Regions from separate parts of the Gasterosteus aculeatus genome. Here region 1 is linked to region 2. Evidence: chromatin contacts called from public Hi-C data. All regions are on one chromosome and are shown on one strand. The core of a region is the stretch at or near the end of the contact, and the rest is flanking DNA. Distances in the headings are between cores, read along the strand shown. Region 1 overlaps stxbp6 (syntaxin binding protein 6 (amisyn)). Region 2 holds the start of stxbp6 (syntaxin binding protein 6 (amisyn)).

The links. Hi-C and Micro-C count contacts between places; a contact is called where the count stands out from the background.
Region 1: a Hi-C map of skeletal muscle shows a contact between it and region 2, with 2.8 times the contacts expected there. The contact joins the enhancer-like site here to the promoter of stxbp6 in region 2. A contact is called at or near these places in 5 of 6 Hi-C or Micro-C datasets (liver, skeletal muscle, tail fin and 1 more).

What each region holds. Positions count from the first base shown.
Region 1 is chr15:10,222,536-10,225,416 of fGasAcu3.hap1.1, reverse strand. It overlaps stxbp6 (syntaxin binding protein 6 (amisyn)), which reads right to left. Exons shown (of 6, transcript XM_040199906.2): 3 at 1,850-1,980; 4 at 1,535-1,700. Among protein-coding and RNA genes, the nearest start is that of stxbp6, 34 kb to the right of the region's middle. Within about 2 kb of position 1,401, at least 2 of the 9 cell types and tissues checked have open chromatin away from gene starts, as enhancers often do. A contact at or near this core is called in liver, where this site is marked.
Region 2 is chr15:10,188,984-10,191,692 of fGasAcu3.hap1.1, reverse strand. stxbp6 (syntaxin binding protein 6 (amisyn)) reads right to left here and starts at 1,252. Exons shown (of 6, transcript XM_040199906.2): 1 at 881-1,252.

The sequences.
Region 1 (2,881 bases), core at 152-2,651, 34 kb before region 2:
GGTTATTAAATCATTAAGAGGTTCAGTTGTAAATGCCATGCAAGAAAAGAACAGAGAAACTAGTAACTGTTTGATGAGTCATCCATCAACTGACCGCTGACCTTCTTAAGAATGAAACATAAGCAACTGGCTGAAATGTTTGTCGAAGGCTGAGAGTTTAAAAGCATCCGGTTTGCTATCAGACTTATTTGTTCAGAGTCAGGTAAGTGGGAGGTATGCAATAATACGTCTAAAACTCTAGAATCAGTTCAGTCTACATTTGTGGATGATGCCATCCCAGAGGATCCTGCAGCCGGAGTCTCCCACAGTCATGGTCCCACACCTGAGCAGCGTCATGATCTTTGTTTTGCACTGGTGTGAGACTTAAACTGCGGTGGACAGAGTTGGCATCTTTTTTTCTGTTGCTCCAGTCTCAATGTGCGTCATAGACGACATCCTCTAACCCTGAGCCAGAAGGTCACGGCCGCATCATTAGCTAGTTGGACTGGCAGCATGGCGTCATTACATCTTGATCAAAAGCGGTTTGCGGATGTCTCTCCAAAAAAAAGTGTATTCCAAGACAGGACGGGTTGTTTTTGTGCGAGCCCTTTTATCACAGGCAGCGGTATGTGAATCCTAATCATCCACGAGACCAATGCTTCATCTGTAACTAGATGTACTGGAGGTGTGTGGTCGATTGTCTCCTCCTCTAAAGACCCCTGTCCTCTTCAGTGCTGTCAGGGACTCTTTCCACCTACACATACTGAGACTATAATACGCACCAGGGTTTGGTTTAAGCGTGTTAAACAGAGATACAGTATTCAGAGTAGGAGGGAGGTCGGGGCAACACGTTAGAGAGATCGACAGCTGTGTCATCAATGAGCAGATGGTGGGTTCTCACACACATTGAGCCAGAAAGGTGCAGAGGATCAGAGTTAAAAGTATTGAAAAGTACTTTCTTTGCTTCGTGAATGAAAGTTCTCAAAGGGAAACTTCACCAATTACAAGCAAACCATTTTAACTACAGGAATATGTGTTTTGTAATCGATTCACATATATGTGAGGCAGACCGATCAGCGTGTGTTCACATATGAGCTGGGCTTCACTTGAATACTGACTTCAAAGAGGAAAGTTAGTGTTACGGCTTTTAGTGTCGTATGTTATTTTGAAGGGTGATAAACCAATTGAAAATAAGAGTCTCACGCTTAAGCCACACAATTAAATCAACATCAAATAAATGAAAGGAACATTATAATTTAGTGGTCGTATCGACCTTCTGCGTGCTTTAAACCAGTTGAAGTGCGCCAGCTGCTTTGAGTCACAGCCGACTCATTTTGTTGGCCGTCTCCATCGACCTCACTTCGGCAAAGCACCCAACAGATGCTGTGTACGAGGATTAAGCATGCATTTTCATACACACCAGGTGCTGGTTGTCACCATGCATAATCAGATTCAAACTGGCTTACGGCACAGTATGGCAGCGGCCGCGTGGTGTTTGCCGAGCAGCATCAGCATTAACCAGGACAGTTAGCGGTGTCCATTTGGACCGTCTTACCCCCCAGCAGTTTGGACTGGCAGTTGACAAACTCCGGCTTCCTCGCTGCGCTGTAGCGCTGGCAGGTGTGGTGGAGAATCTGAATGAAGATGCATTTCTCTCCCGCCGAACCAGCAACCCACTGGTCAAAGGCATTCTCGAACATTAGGTCAAACTCTGGGCAGTCCTTGAAACAGCGATAGAGAGAGACGTGAGCGAAGTGAATATGTGAGCTCAGGAAAGAGAAACATCTAAACTAACAAGGAAGGTAGTGGCAACGGGGTTTTAAATAGTTGGATAAAAGAAATGGTTGTAGGGGGTCGGGGAATTACATACTTTGTTCGGGTTAATGCCGTTGACCTGTCTTAGCTCGTCGATTGTCCACTGTGACCGTTTCACAAAGGCAGAAGATCCTTGGAACTGCTTCACCTTGGTGATGGATACATGAGAGGGTTTCTTGTTTGTCACTGTTGGAACAAGAACAATAAAACACACCAGATAAGATTTAACTGAAACGTTGTGTAATGTGCAGCCTTGATGTCTATTGTGTAGTTGGACAAGTCTTGATTAAGGTTAATGGACAGTTCAGGTCACATGAGGAGGAACATTCAAGTCAAGCAAAAGTGCGAAGACCTTCTGTGGGCGGCAGAAACAAAGGCAGGCTTTGAGAGTAGACGTTTCCCTTTTGAAGCCAATAGCAACAAAGACAATGGTAACATTTCCTACGAAGCCTAACCCTTAACAGACTCTCTAAACATGGATCTGGCTCTAACATTTACCCCGTCAAATTGCGCGGAATAATCATTCATACAAAATATTACATGAAGAGTTTCTCTTCTATTGTTACAGCCAAAGCACAACTTGCTGAGTGTGTTTACACTCTGCAGGACACAACCTGTCTCCTCTTCTACTGCTGAGTCACTAACATGCTGCACTGCGACCAAGAATGGACGTATGAACAAGTCACAGGAGACAAATGGACTTAATGATACAGGCTAAACATGTTTTAATAACTAACAGAGGCGCCTGGGACCTTTCTACCTTTAATGAGATAATTGTGTCCCTTGCCGCACTAATCTCAACACTGCAGTACTTTCCGTTTTATTCCCATTGACATCAGTGTTTGACTCTTAACATACAGAGATGTCCATGTTTACAGATCATTGAAGCACATAGTTCTACTGTGTGCTGGATGGGTGTGTGGCTGGATACCGACCCCCTTTTTATTATCTTTTTACAAGCTTTTGTGTTGCTTTTTTAACCCTGGCAGCAAACCCCTGCTTCCGCTTTCCCATTGTGTCATCTCAGAAACATCGATGTGTTTGGAAAATGTTCCCCTTCGGTCAGTCTTTAGTCTGCTTCTCATCT
Region 2 (2,709 bases), core at 3-2,502:
ATTTCAGGGAAAAACAACACCAAGCATGTTGGGTAAACATTCATTCAGAATGAAATGGTCATGATGAAGATTCAAGGCTCGCTTCTTCTATTTTGGTGATGCCCAAATGTTTTATCCTTTGGTCATTTCTGCTTTCATCCAGATCTAGATGTTTCCAATGAGAAGGTATTTTGGAAATGTAATGGGTTTAACTGTAAACAAATAGATTACAGTTCAAACTGGGTGTTTGAAATAGTTTAAATTAACTTTTAATGTTGATTAAATATATTGATTCACTTTTCCCCTCCAGGATTATTTTGGTCTGCAACAAGCGTTTCATCACAAACTGCCATTATTATGAGACCATAACGTCACCATGTGGAGACTTTATGATCATTTAGGTGACCACAATTGTGGCCTTGTGAAAAAAGGAACAGACAGAAGCCCACAGCCCATAATCATCCTATTCGAGGTAGACTCCACCCGACACCGAATTTCACTGGACTATTTGTGAATGACCCGAAGTAGTGAGTGAAACTGGTTTCTGAACAAAGACACATAAACAGGACAATTAATGGAAATTGACTCGAATTCTCCAAAAGCTCCGAGTCAACGACGCGTCATCGCCAAGCTCTCCAAAGGCCCCCGCAACGCTCAACAGGAGCAACGCGACTAAACAAAACCCCGCGCGACTAATTGGAGAAAATAAAAACAGCAACTTCAGCCTGGCGCAACACGAGCACGTGCGCGCCAACAGTCACCGCGCACGCACACTTGTCGCAACTGGCAAGGCGACGCGGTGCAAACGTCGTTGAGCAGTGGAGACAAAATAATAGAAACAAACTACACGTATTGTGTCAAACCGGATTGAAAGCAGACGTCGGAGCTCGCGTGGACTTACCGACGTGTCCCGCTTTGAGACGCCTCTCCCCGCTTGCCTCGTCACGCTGAACGGGAGCCACTCGCGTGTAACATCGCGTCCACTTCACTTCCACGGCGGCCGTTCGTCGCTCTGGGAGCGGAGAGAGAGTTTGTTTTCCCCGCCGACGTGTCTGCGGAGGGGCTGTCTGACTGCGGCTGCGTGTGTCCGCGCGTGTGTGTGGGTGGGTTGTGCGACCGTGCGTGCGCACATGAAACCAAACCAGTAGCCGGGTTCCCAGACGCACGAACTGCGTCCTCGCGCACGGTGTCAGAGCAGCACGCAGCGCGCGTCCGCGTGACAGTTTACAACTAGTAGCGCAGGTTTTTCCATCCACAAACCCAAGACTCAACTAGTTAATCCAGTGGATTTACTCAAAGATACAATCCCGAAAAGTTACATTCCAACTCCGCAGCTTAATAATAGGCAGATGATTAGAATGTGACTTGGTAGATACTGATGAGTAATATTGTTTTTGGTGTTTATTATCGAAACATATGTATAAACTTAACAAACAAGCTTAAAAATAAAAGTTACAGTGCAGTTTATGAATTAAACAAATCTAGTATCTGTGTTTGCGACCCTAAAAACCCAATAACGCAATAAACGTGTCCATGACAATTGCACTGAGGAATCCTTATGGGGATGTTATGTAATGAGTATTTTTTTTAAACAGCTTCCCACAGTGTGGCCAACTGAATAATTCATTTCAATGCTCACTATATAAAAATGATTAGCTCTTCACTTTTTGAATGACTTGTTCGCACAGAGGACTATGACGAGGTTATGGCCCCACAATAGTCACTCAAAGTCCTTATCCACTGTAACAGCATTATGGAGGTAATGTCTTTTAGTTTTTTCACCCTGTAACTGAAACACTTTAAACGTGACGCTGCATGTAGCGCATAACGGCTCCCGAGATTATGATCGTCAATGAGAAAAGTATCAGGGTATTTCCCCAGAAAAAGCTGCTTAACTTCTTTTACCTGTTTTACGGCCGCCCACTACAGGAACCTGTGCTCAACCTCTAGTTTACCACCATTATTTGTTTCCAAAGCCACGACAACAGAGACGTATTCCTTGGGAATTCACACACACACACACACACACACAGAGGCAGTGGAACTGCATATGTCTGTCTCTGTTTTGCTCGGCTGAGTTCAAGTCATTCCAGTCTCCCTTCTGTAGTTCCTCCCTTGATTCGACTGCCTTCGAAAGCTCCGTCTACATCGTGGACGCACTCGGACACACTTGGGCAATGCTGCCTCATCTGAGACGCTTCAAGTGTGACGTGCTTCTGTTTCATTTGATTGTCAACGTGCTGCAGAAGGGGAAAGATGAGCAGTGGAGCCACTGTTTACGATGAGCGGAGGACCGGTTCGACCGGGGCAGATGTCTGTCAATTTGATGAGGAGGGATGAACAAATCCACTTCTGGCGCACAAACCGCAGTTCGAGATCAAAAACGAATGCTTCGGATTTCCTTCAATACACTGCAGTTAGTTTGTTTGTCTGTGGTAATCTGCTGCAACACCAAAGTCCTTTGAAAAGGTGTCATTTTAAGAATATAAGGACAACCGTATTCATTTCCTTCAGACGCTATTCTGTTATTTTCCCATATGAATAAAATCCGTTTACCGCCTCCACAAATGATTCTCTCATCCATGCAGTTGAAAAACAAAATAACGCCAATATCACAAATTCCTTCTTCTCCTGGATTGTATTAAAGTCGTCTAGCATTGTAATTCCACACCACATCAAGCTGCTCAACCATCTGGTGCGGCGTGTGGAAATAGTTCATTTCGAGAACAT